3 separate regions of the Mus musculus genome follow, and all the other regions are linked to region 1. Evidence: chromatin contacts called from public Hi-C data. All regions are on one chromosome and are shown on one strand. Each heading gives the region's core, a stretch centred on a gene start, on an enhancer-like site or on the middle of the called end of the contact. The rest is flanking DNA. Distances are from core to core; before and after follow the strand shown. Region 1 overlaps Gm41484 (a long non-coding RNA gene). Region 2 overlaps Gm38477 (a long non-coding RNA gene). Region 3 has its middle 29 kb from the start of Gm38477.

Region 1 (4,114 bases), core at 828-3,327:
CAACCTGCAGCTGCTCAGGGAAGCTACAGACTGTCATCACAGTGCCACCCGAGCTCGCCCAAGAATTGTCAAGAGCTGGTGGCCCGTGGAGAGGTGGTGACGTCCAGCTGAGGTTTATCCAGGTGACTGGGTGGGTGTGTCCTTCCTGAAATCTTAACTGGAGGACCAGCATTGCTTTGCACTTGGAAGCACATCACGGCTTTTCCCAAGTGCGCAGGATTTCTGCCCTCTGTCCTTTGACAAAGGCTAACTTGAGGATGGTGAGACCTCCCTTCCTACTGCCTGTGGGGTCCAGGATACTTCTAACCCTATCTACTGTACATAACCATGGCCCATGGAACCTTTGTCTCTTTGTGTTCACCCTCATCATTAAGAAATAGGAAAACTAATTCTTTTGTATGGGCATAGGGGCACTGTCATATCTAGTTTATTCTAAATTTGAGTGTTTGTTTTCTGTCTGGCTCTGCGATGTATACTGAGGGTCTAGGATATAAAATTGGAGACTTACATGCTGAGAGTATATGGTTACATGTATGAGGACAAAGATATGAACATTTAATATCCTAAATATATGGAACCTTGGATTTGCAAAGCCAAGGTCCCTCACATTTGCTTGTGGCATCATTTAAGGTGCATTCACACTTGACTCTGCTTCACAGACTGCCTTTCGTTTCAGAGCACAAAATAGCCTGAATAAAAGACCCAAGATTGCGAAAGAGCCTCCCAAGTTCATTGAAGATCATTCAGACTCACGTGTGCGGATACATTGCTTATATTTAGAAACGTGTGCTCAAACGATGACAGCATAAGATCGCCACGGGGATGTTTTCATCTGCAGTTTTTACTTCTGTCATCCACCACAGCACGTCTGCTGTTGACCATAATCAGAAGCTTGACAAGACCACTTATTTACTTTTCACATATTTAAAATTTGCAGCTGTATTTACAACGGCAAAAAAAAAAAAAGTTAGATTACAATTCACCCCAAGATTCTCATCATAAAGTGCTGTGATTGGGTTGCCACTTCAACTGGAGAAGCAATGAGGAATTCCATGTGGAATTCCTGTATAGTATTCCTGACCACAGCCGTGCCACAGCGCCACGAAGCTCTGTGACACATCTCTTTACTCTTGGGGAATAGCCTCCAAGATTTCTGGTGGACATCTGAGAACACAGATATTACTGAACTCTATAAATACTATGGAAGTGGGTTTTTTTCTTCTATACATACACCCATTATAAAGATTAATTTGTAAATTAGGTATCATATGAGATTACCAATAGTATCATAAATTTTAACTACATTCGAACATAAGTCTTCCTCTTTCCTTATTAAGTCAAAAAAACCGTACATCTTTTGACTTAATGATATGGATCTCTGACTTCTCATTGGCATATACAAGTTTTCCACAGCATTATCTTATGCCTTGGACCCACTATTAAGTGAAATCAGTATTACCAGAGTGCAATTACTATGGTATCACAAACCAACAATCTGATAACACAGACACATACTAAGTGGCTAGTGGGAAGGTAGCAGAGTTAATGTTGGAGTCACTGGACAGAAATATGATTCACAATCCTGATGGGACAAAGAAGAACAGCGTGTGACTTCAAAGTGCTACACAGACAGCACACAGTTTAAAAGTGATGGATTGTTTGTGGAATTTTAGAGTATTATTTTTTGAAACAGTTGACTGTGGGTAATGGCAACAGCAGATAGAAAAGCTGTATAGAAGCAGAAGCACTGTAGAATGTGAGTGTCTCGTAGAAACAGTCTTTTATCAGGAGGCAGAGAACAGCTCCGTGTACTAAAAATGGTCACATTCAGCCTTCTAAAAGGAACAAACAGTGCATGTGCTCAGCGTGACATAAAGACTCCAGAAGTGAGGTGGGTGATGAGAAAGAGAAACTCTGTGTCCATGAGATACTGCTGCAAATCCAACGTGGTTTGCTTAGGAGGCCTGGCTTCTGGAGACTGACCCATTGTGACCAGAGTACCTCCACTCTGCTCAGTGCAGGCTGATGTGGGCGTGAGCTCATGACAGTGTCCAGATGCCACACCAGGGAAGAGAGCAAGCTCTTCAGAAGCTGCTGGTTATCTAGAGCTGTGGATGGACCACTGACAACTCGGCACCTCAACGTAGGACAGACTCATTTCTCCCGCACAGCTCCCTAAGTCACAAGTCTATCCCTGTGTGACTGGCATCTCTGCTGTTATCACTAGGGCCAAGTGATAGCAGCTACAGCGAAATCAGGTGTCAGTTTGGGTCTGAAGCCTGTGAAGGAGTAAAAAACTGCGTCCATTGGTTTTCTTTGCAAGGATGCAAGGCCAAAGCATCCATTTCCTTCGGAATTAGGATCCAGAGGCTATTCTCAGCCAACAGAGGTCACTCAAATTTCTTACCACAAAGCCCCATCTCGCTCCAAGCCAGGAAGAATAGCCAATGCCTGCAGATCTCCAACTGCCTCTACTTCGAACCTCTTGACCTTCTACATTAAAATAGATTGTGTGCGCAAGTAAAGCCCAGCTGGAACATGTTCCTATCTTAGTTCAGTCATTTCTGAACTGATTTAGAAAGTTAACTAGATCTGCAGCTAGATCCCTCGAACAACACATAATAGCACAAGCACAAAGCAGTGTCACGGGAAGTTCCCATAGTCAAGGCCAGTGAATGCAGGGCAAAACTTATTCTGGGATATTATGGAATGTTCCTTCAGCAGACAACCTGACTTGACCTGTTCACCTTCACAGTACATCTCCTCATTTTAAAGACGAAAGCAGATAATCCCAGATTAAAATGAAGGGAGAATAAAAGCTTTTACCACTCCCAGGGGGAGTCTCAACATTGTCAGGTTTCCGGGACTGAGGAGAAGGCTCGGCTGATAAAACACTTGTAGTGCAAGTATGAGGATCTGAGTTCAAATCCCCTGCATACCTATAAAAAAATCTTGCTGTACCAGCACTGGGGAGGCAAAGCAAGGGAATTCCTGTGTCAGGTCAGTCAGCCAGTCTAGCCAGTGGGTGAGCTCTGGGTTATGAGCAAGAGTGTGGTGGCTTCAGTGAGAGGGGCTCCCATAGACTCTTATACTTCCATGCTTGGTCCCCACCTGGTGAACTAAGGAGAGCTAGAAGGGGTGGCCTTGTTGGAACAAGGGCTGCCTCGTTGGAGGAACTATATGGCCAGGGGTGGTTTCAAAGGTTCAACCGGAACCAGTGTCTCTCTCCTTGCTACCTGTGGATCAGGATATAGAACACTCGGCTACTTCTCCAATGCCGTGTCTGTCTGCATGTCTACCGATCCTTGGCATGGTGATAATAGACTAAGCTACTAACCCTGTAAACAAGCCTCCCATTAAATACCTTCCTTTATAAACGCCATCTTGCTCATGGTGTCTCTTCCTAGCAAGAGAACACTGACTAAGCAACCCAGGCTTAAAAATAATTTTTAAAATTTATTTTTAAAATTTCATAAATAAATGAAGAACAACTGAGAAAGGCATTAGCATTGATCTTTGGCCTCCAACACACATGTACAGACAAGAACACACAAGCGCATTTTTAAAACTGGCATGTTTATTTCCATTTATTGATATTCCGGCATTCATGAATGTGTCAGTATTTGCCTTCTAAGTCTGAAGAGTTCTTCATTGTCTTCTGTATGTAAAACGGAGGGACTGATTTTATAAACCATCTTTTCATGACTAAAAAGTAAAGGGAGAAAATTAAATTAAAGAGTAAATTATTTCAATGCAAAATAGTTAATAAAAGAAAAAATTACTTATATTTACCATTCAAGGTTTTTGGGGTTTTGAGGCCAGAGCCCAAGAAAACAAGATTTCAAAAAAACCTACTTCCATATATATATATATGTGTGTGTGTGTATGTGTGTGTATACATATATATATGTATATATGTATATATATGTAATACATGTGTATAACATATTTATATTATATATGTATATATATTATATAATCATATATATTGAAATGTGGAAATAATGGTCTGCTTGTATTTCTTTTCAGATATTAATTAATTCACAAAAGATTTAAAAACATAAAAAAGAAAGATGAGCCACTGTAAATTCCCCAGCCTCCTTGGAAACCCATA
Region 2 (4,114 bases), core at 756-3,255, 230 kb before region 1:
ATCCTCACAGAACTTCATATTGATATAATACACTTTGTACTTCACTTAATATGTTTAATTAAATGAAAAAAAGAGATGTGAAAACTAAATATAAGGAATAGTACACTGAAAGAAATCCTGGCCTTCGAGCTTTTAATTTTTATTCTTTCTCCTTTCTCGAGTGAATGTTATTAACTATTTATATGGGCCTAATGCCAAATATAATATCAGTAACTCAAAGAGTCATAGTACAGCCATGTCTCTGCTTCACATAAATTCAGACTTAGTAGGGAGACATGAACATGAGCTAATAAGTTTAAGACAGTGTACCATAATTGTTATAGCACCAGAATGGCTTTTATATGTATAAATACGTGCATGTGGTTCTCAAATATACTGACTCAATTTAATCTTACCAGAATAAGGAATAGCGGCATAAAAGTATTCACAGTAGGGAAACTGGACGTGATGGTTCACACCAACTAATCTAAATGATGGAGTCAAGCTCCAGGTATGAGAAAATCCAGGACAAATAAAGAAAAGCGTTACAAAACAGGGTCAAGCAGCAATGCAGGGGTCACCGTGGCCCTCCACAAAACAAAAACGAATCACATGAACTGCCTTCTAAATGAATAACAGAAATTTCTCAATAAAAGTGGGAAATATAAAACTCTCCACGAGAAGAAGAAATATTTGTTGAAAAGGAATGCAATCATATGACCATAGTCCCACAGAGCTTGAAACTCCATTTTAAATCCCAAGCTTCACTTGCTTAGGTCACAGGCGGCTGTGATTGTTCATAATCACAAGGATATTAAACAGAAGGATGTCTAAGTAGGTCAGAGATGTAGGTCACTAATCATCTGATGCTATCCGTCCTACTTTAAAATTTCTTAGCGCTAACCCTTCCAGTGTGTGGAATTTGAGGCTTGCCTTTTCTGCCAACCTTAGCATAACAGAAAAATAAAAATCATGGCATGCCCTTGAAACTCAAAGGCTGCAAAGATATGTGGCAGCTCAGCAGGTGTGGTTACTCATCTGAACAGTTACTGATGTCATAGGCCGTCCATATTCACTAAGGTTTTACAAATACTGACAATACTCTTATAGTAAACCACACATGCAATAAATGTTTGAGCAACTCCTTTGACGACTGTCCTTCGCCCTTCCCACTCTATGGTACTCAACTGAGGCAAATAGATTCTAGAGAAGCACCTTGCCAGTTAACTAAAGAACAATATCTTTCATCTTACAAAGGGAAATGTTGCTAAAGAAGATTGATAATCCAGAAAGAATATTTTAAAGAAGATTGATAATCCAGAAAGAATATTTTAAAGAAGATTGATAATCCAGAAAGAATATTTTTTATACTTAAGCTTTGAAATTATAATATAGTTACATTTCTCCCTTCCCTTTTCTCCTTCCAAGGTCTCTTTCAAATGCCCGGCTTTGCTCTTTCAAATTTATGGGCTCTCATTTCATTAATTGTTATTGTATGCATAGATGTCTATTTCCTAAAAATAACCTGCTTAATCTACATAATGTTATTGTATGTATGTTTTCAGGAAAGAGCATTTGGAACTCAATACAAGCTTTTTTTTTAATCTTCATGTACCAGAATATGCTGTCATTTTGACTTTTTAGAATTCTGTACTATGTGTTCTAGAAGGCTTCCCATTCATAATGACCTTAATTGCCACAACTATATGTTGTGCTACTCTTATAAAATACATTGCCTTCACTTTTAGGACATTGTACGCTAGTATATAACAATTAACTATAATATTTCATGGAAAATAAAATATAACCATATACCCGTAGATAATTTCTGGAGGTTTTGCTCATCTTTGAGTGTTGTTTACTACTCTACACAGATGGTGTTGAGTGTTAAATTTAAGCAATAAAAAAGACATTACCATGGTTAGGAAATAAGTTTCAGAAACCTTTTAAATCTGTTGCTCTGAAGTTCCAGAATAACCTTTGGCTTGGCTCTGCTGTTGTAGAGCCTTGGAAGTTTGTAAGAAATCTGCGTCAGCACCCATCTGTGCACTGACTCACCACGGGCCCCAGTGTTTAAAGATCCTCACTGTGAAGAGGTTAGCTATCCCTACAAGTTTCATGATTCTTCCAGTAGAATCATTATGGTCAAGATTTGGTTCATGATTTAATATTCTTCAAGGCCAGGAATTTAACAAAGAAATTACCTGGCTTAATTCTTTACTTACTCATACAACAAGGGCACATATTACTAGCCAAGCCTCTCTAACTAGAAATAGTGAATTAAATATTAGGTATATATTTACATATCTTCAAAGGTACTAAAGGTCTACTAAGATATGTAAACCTTAAAGTGTCAGGCTCTTAGAGAAGGGAAGGCAAGAAACTGAGCAAGAAATTGTTTCATCTTCCTAACTCAGTCTTTTGCCAGATCTTAAGAATGGAGGAAAGGGGGAAAGCCAACTAAAGATAGGAGTCAAACAGAAACTTTAACTTTCTCATGCACTTGGAAAACTAACAAAAATAGGTTAACTACTTGGAATGCCTTAGGAAGTCTTTAATCGAAGACTAAAACCCATTCTCAAAACTGGGCCTGCATTTCTAAAACTAAAACTTAGCTTCAAATAAGTTCATTCTCTCAGTGTATTGAGGTAATATTCACCTACTTGCCACAGACTAACACAGATTGGGTGTCCGATCTTTAGGGAACGGGTTTCTGGTTGCAGGTGAGCAAGGGTCAGTGAGAACTGACAAACAGAGGCAGACATGAGGGAGAGCTGAATCTGAATGTAATTTTTGTCAAAGTTAGCATCAGTTATATAGAATACAGGAAACAAAGGAGTAGGGTGTCACAGCAGGCAAGGGACATAGAAGTTATCTGACACAAAAGGAAGGAATGACTTCAAAGGACTGACAGAAACCAGGTAATGTTTACAGTAAAGATAAAACAGCCCTGCCTAATGATAGGTAAAGATTTCACATCCTAGTCACAATTTATGCTACTCCTTTGAGCCTTGTGAAAGCTAGTATCAGGGGGGTTCTGCTCTAGCAGCCCTTATCATGAATAATGCAATACCGCAGTCCCCCTATTTCCTTGGCCTTGGTAAATTATTGCATATGAGAGTAACTTGACTGTTCTCTTAAGTATCTGTAGGGAATATCCATTTGTCAGGAGAATTCACCAACTTTCTTCTAATATGCAATGTGGACTGCTATACCTGGCTGTAATGAAGATTCTAAGTATACTTTGCTAAGCTTGCCCTGAGACTTCTAACTCTTATCCAGTAGAATACTGTAAGAAAGCATGCAAGACCCTCCACAATATTACAAGGACAAATCTGGGGCATCCTAGCTATGGGAATGCCATGGTTCCAGGAGGCTAAGTTTCCTTGAAACTCTGTCTCAGGACGGCTTCCAGGTTTCTAAACCTATAATGCGAGTCACTACTGGAGTGGATGCAGTACCTATTCTAACTCCGTCAAAAGAAAAACAAATTCTCCTGGAGGATGGGAACAATAACCATACCCTCAAATGATCTTGAAAATATACCAAGTATATGACATTCTATCCGAAGTTATCAGCCATACAAAGAAAATTTATCAAATAATTGAAAGAAAAGGCAAACCATACGGTTTTTTAAATGAGTGATGAGAGATAATCTTCATAGTAAGTATGAGTCATCAAATTAATGCAGTTAATACAATGGATGGGAAGATGCAGCATTTTAAACAGATCCCATTGGAATCGATAGGACATTGATGCCAATACTGTGGTTCTACAAACATGAGCCCAGTTCCGGGACCTGTCTTAGGAAGTACAAAGACTAAACTGAAGATGTTTACAAACTTCTTAACACTAGGACATCTAGACCAGAGAATTCCTAAGTTGTATGATAGCAAAAGAGGAAAAATATCACTGAAAAAAATCTACAATGTTTTAGCAGGTGATTGCTGCACTGGAAAGGATCCAGTGGAGGGGGGGCAGGGGGGGCGGGGGGGGGAGATATGTTTTGATGTGTTGGTAATATTCTACCACTCAAAATGAGTGCTTCTTCTGAAAAAGAAAAACATAAAAATATAAGAAATGATGAAGTTTTTAATTTGTGTACAGTGTCGGTTAGTTTTCCAATGACATAATC
Region 3 (4,114 bases), core at 424-2,923, 160 kb before region 1:
CAGCAGCTCTCCTTTATCCGACTTTACCTTTAGCAGCTTAAGTCAATCACAAATAAACCACCCGCTGAAAACGCTAAGTGGAAATTTTCACCAATAACTAATTCATGACATTGGGTTTTATGCTTTCGGAGAAGTGTGACAGCATCCTGTGCTGTTCCATGCATACATGTCTTGGCCATGAATACTCTACTGGTGAAGGTATACATGCTTCATATGCTACCTATCAGATGCCCGTCACAATACTCCAGTTCTCCAGCCAAGATGCTTTTATGTTATTTAGTAATATCTCAGAAAGTTGGGCAGTGACACCAGCAATTATATATCAATCATTTTGTTTTATTGTTAGTTAGTAACATTAATTTTATGCATGTCAATTTATAAACGAAACTTTCTCATAGGTATAACCTTGAAGATAAAGACATAGTTTATGTTTCAAGTGTCCTTTGGAATTCTGGCAAAATAAGTGGTAAAGTGATAACATCTTCATATAGTCCATATTTTATAATTTTATAGTTTATATAGTATATTCCTTATCACCAAGCAAATTTCATGCTGTTATGTTTATTAGAAATTATTTGTAATTCTATATTATTATTTAATTTTACTCAGTCACTCTGCTTACATCAATGACATTCCTTACAGGTCTCAATATCTCAAATTGGTTACATATATATATATATAATGACTTAGATGAATGAGTTTGTTTCTATTGGAAAATAAAATTTTAGGCTGGATGAAGTGAAATTTTGCTTTCTCTAATATGAACAAAAACTCACTACATAAAATAAATCCAGTTTCCCCCTTAAAAGGTTTCAAGATAAATCTTTGGCAGTGATGTTTTAATGATGCGTAGCCACCAAATTATACAGGACACTGCTGCATGGGCCAGAGTACTTGGAACATTTAACTAAATCAGGGTCAGTGTGACCCCTTAAGTCCTCGGTTCCATGGAAAGGGGCTAGGAAGGTTTTGAGAAAGCCAGGCAAGGGACTATAAACCAAAAGAGAAGTGGATTATTTCAAAACTGAAATTAGACCAATTAGACTGCAGAAGATGATCACATGTGGCTTAGAAAACATGTAAAAGGAGACCTTGTCAGCTTAGTTTATGGTGGTTTCATTAAGTAATTAAAATGACTTACAAGAGATGCTTGACAATGACATTTCCAACGTAATTCTTCCATATCACCCATTATTATTTTTTTTTTACTTTTCCCTGAAGTGAAAAGTAGGTCAAAAGCATCCAAAATACCATTGGTGATTGATTACTCAAGAAACCTAGGGCACTTTGTCATGGGAACAAAACTTACTTCTGCATCACTGTGAAAATAGGGGAAAATGAAGAATATTGAGTAGGAAAAAGCCAGGGGTAATGAAAACAGACAGAATCCTTCCCTGGACACCGTGTTTGGCTCATCTTGAATCAGGTTGGCTATGGGGAAGGCACACGGTAAACAAGAGGAGAGCATAAAGGTTTCAGACCTTCAATAGCTTGTTTCAATTTGGATCTAAGTAAGCGTCCTCCTGGATCTCATGTTTGGAACATTTGGTCTCCAGTTGTTGGCACTCTTTCCGGAGTCTATGTAATCTTCCAGGCCATGTACTGGTTCCTCCTCTGCTTCACCTTCCCATCTATGATGGATTGCAGCTTTCTGAAGTCATACGGCAAAATTCCCCTTTCCTCCTTTAAGTCTGTCGGGTATTTTGGTCACAGTGATGTATACAGAACTAGTACATTACTAAAAAGGGAATCTTTTTTTGCTCTATTGCATGTATGAATGTGGTAACTGGTGCCAGATTTGTAATAAGCATGACAAAAATTAAAATCAGTGAGCTATTACTGAAAATAGCATTATATAAATGTGAAATAAACAAACTTTCATTGTGCTATATAAACACACACAAAAAATGGTACATTTGAATGTGGTGGCTGAAAGCAGAGAAGGTAATCAGGATGTTGCTTTTCGTTTCTCGGATGATACTGCCCACTAAGTTTATATTTAATAACACATCTCCCGGGGCAGAAACTTACAATGTTGTTGCCTATTGCAAACTTCCTTTTGCTTCATCTGTCCTAAAGAAGAGATCCCCTTTCTTCTCCATAAAGATGATTAAATTCTGACAGGATAAAGCAAGGAGAATCCAACACCAAATCCCATGGGCATGTACTTTTTCAACCTCTAAGAGAAAAAGAAATGTTCAAGAATGTGTTCTGGCACTGTTTTGGATCAGAGGATCGAAATGGGGCCAGTGTATAATAAACATTCACTGAAAATCTACACTATGTCAAGGTACCTTAAGATACAAATGATGAAGCACATTTAATACATGAACAAAATGCAGATCCCATCTACAAATGGGCCTGCAGCTTTCTGTTTGCACAGGAGTGTGCGATAGACCCCAGATATTTTAATTCGTTCATCCTTTGCTCTTCAGCAGTTTCATAAATACAATGAATTTTAATCCTCCTCAGCCCCTGTTACACAGTCACATCTACACTCCTCCCCCTCTGAAACCTTCTTTCCAACAAGATCCTTCTTCCCTACTTGCTTGTCTTGTGAGTGTGTGACTCCCTTGAAGCTAAAAAGTTGTCTCTATGAGCACGGCACGTTATTTACTGGAAGATGGGCCACTTACCAGTGGCTAGAACACTGAGGTGACACCTGTTCATCCAAGTACCATTATCTGTCAATAGCCGCTCAGAAATATAACCAAAAATAATGTTTAACTCAATTACTTGGCACCTAATGGCCAGTAAAGATGAACTATAAAATTAAACATCAGGAATTTTTGTTGTTGATTTAACTGAAATATAGTTTATACCAAAGAAATAAGTAGTTTTTAAGTATATGGTTCAAATATTTTTGGCAAATGTATTCACCCACATAACTACCATCCAGTAAGCACACATAATACGTTTGTCATCCCAGAGGCAATATGTTGTCATCCCAGAGGCAATATGTTGCCACTTCTAGCTTTTCTCCCTCCACCTCACCTCAGAAACAACTACTACTTTGATTTTTCTCATGCTATACAAAGAGATCCATATTCATATTAGTGTGAGATACTCTTCACTCTGAATAGCTTCTGAATTACCTCCATGTCATTCCTACAACAATAGGAAACTCTCAGGAATCTATGAGAGTGACCAAAGTTAAGACTCCTAGCACTGGGAGATAAGAAGCCTGAACCAGCAGCCATCTCCTATAACCAGGTGAGAGACTTCCAATGAAGGGATTGCAATACCAAGCCAGCCACAAAACCTGTGACCCACAATTTGCGGGGCCTACAAGATATGCAGGGGTAAAAGTTGAAGCAGAAGTTGAGGGAAGGACCAACTAATGACAGGCATAGCTTGAGACCCATGCTATGAGAATGAGCCCACCCCAAGACTATTAATGATATTCTGCTATACTTACAGATAGGGCCTAGAATAACTGTCATCCAAGAGGCTTCACCCAGCACCTGATGAAAACAAATGCAGAGGCCTAAAGCCAAACGTTAAGCAGAGCTTGGGGAATCCTATGGAAGAAGGGGAGGAAGAATTGAAAGAGCCAGAAGGATTGAGGACAACACACACACACACACACACACACACACACACACACACACACACACACACAAACCTACAAAATCAACTAAACTGAGCCTATGGGGGAGTTCCTAGAGATTGATCTGCCAACCAGCGATCATGCATGGCACAGACCTAGGTCCTCTGCACAGATGGAACAGTTGTGCACCTTCTTCATGTGGGATTCCTAATAGCAGGAGCAAGGGTGTTGACTTTGACTACATTGTCTGCCTTTGGATCCCATTCCCTTATCTAAACTGCCTGTGTAGCCTCAATAGAAGATGTCCTAGTCTTACTGCAACTTAACATGTCAAGGCTGGTAGGTACCCATTGGAGGGCTTCTCTCTCCTGAAAGAGAGGGAAGAGAGGTGGAAAAGGGGAGGGGATGGAGGAGGGGGGGACTAGGAAGAAGAGGGAGGGGAAGCTGTATCAGGATATAAATTAAATAAATAGCTTAATTAATAAAAGCAATTATAGAATGTACTCTTATCACCGTTTCCCCCAAGGTCCTCCGCCTTTCCAGCCATCTAGCTCCAAAACTTCC

What was found. Hi-C and Micro-C count contacts between places; a contact is called where the count stands out from the background.
Region 2: a Hi-C map of uterus shows a contact between it and region 1. The contact joins two enhancer-like sites. A contact is called at or near these places in 17 of 484 Hi-C or Micro-C datasets (the C2C12 cell line, Sertoli cells, cerebral cortex and 5 more) and 2 of 115 datasets of contacts at active chromatin or transcription factors (embryonic fibroblasts and fibro-adipogenic progenitors).
Region 3: a Hi-C map of uterus shows a contact between it and region 1, with 4 times the contacts expected there. The contact joins two enhancer-like sites. A contact is called at or near these places in 11 of 484 Hi-C or Micro-C datasets (cortical neurons, embryonic stem cells, epidermal suprabasal cells and 3 more).

What each region holds. Positions count from the first base shown.
Region 1 is chr16:87,237,249-87,241,362 of GRCm38.p6, forward strand. It overlaps Gm41484 (a long non-coding RNA gene), which reads right to left. Exons shown (of 3, transcript XR_876207.2): 3 at 3,589-3,705. Among named protein-coding and RNA genes, the nearest start is that of Gm41484, 7.4 kb to the right of the region's middle. Within about 2 kb of position 2,078, at least 7 of the 459 cell types and tissues checked have an H3K27ac peak or open chromatin away from gene starts, as enhancers often do. A contact at or near this core is called in uterus, where this site is marked.
Region 2 is chr16:87,008,441-87,012,554 of GRCm38.p6, forward strand. The region is part of intron 2 of Gm38477 (a long non-coding RNA gene); the gene reads right to left. Among named protein-coding and RNA genes, the nearest start is that of Gm38477, 39 kb to the right of the region's middle. Within about 2 kb of position 2,006, at least 6 of the 459 cell types and tissues checked have an H3K27ac peak or open chromatin away from gene starts, as enhancers often do. A contact at or near this core is called in uterus, where this site is marked.
Region 3 is chr16:87,076,623-87,080,736 of GRCm38.p6, forward strand. No RefSeq gene overlaps it. Among named protein-coding and RNA genes, the nearest start is that of Gm38477, 29 kb to the left of the region's middle. Within about 2 kb of position 1,674, at least 5 of the 459 cell types and tissues checked have an H3K27ac peak or open chromatin away from gene starts, as enhancers often do. A contact at or near this core is called in uterus, where this site is marked.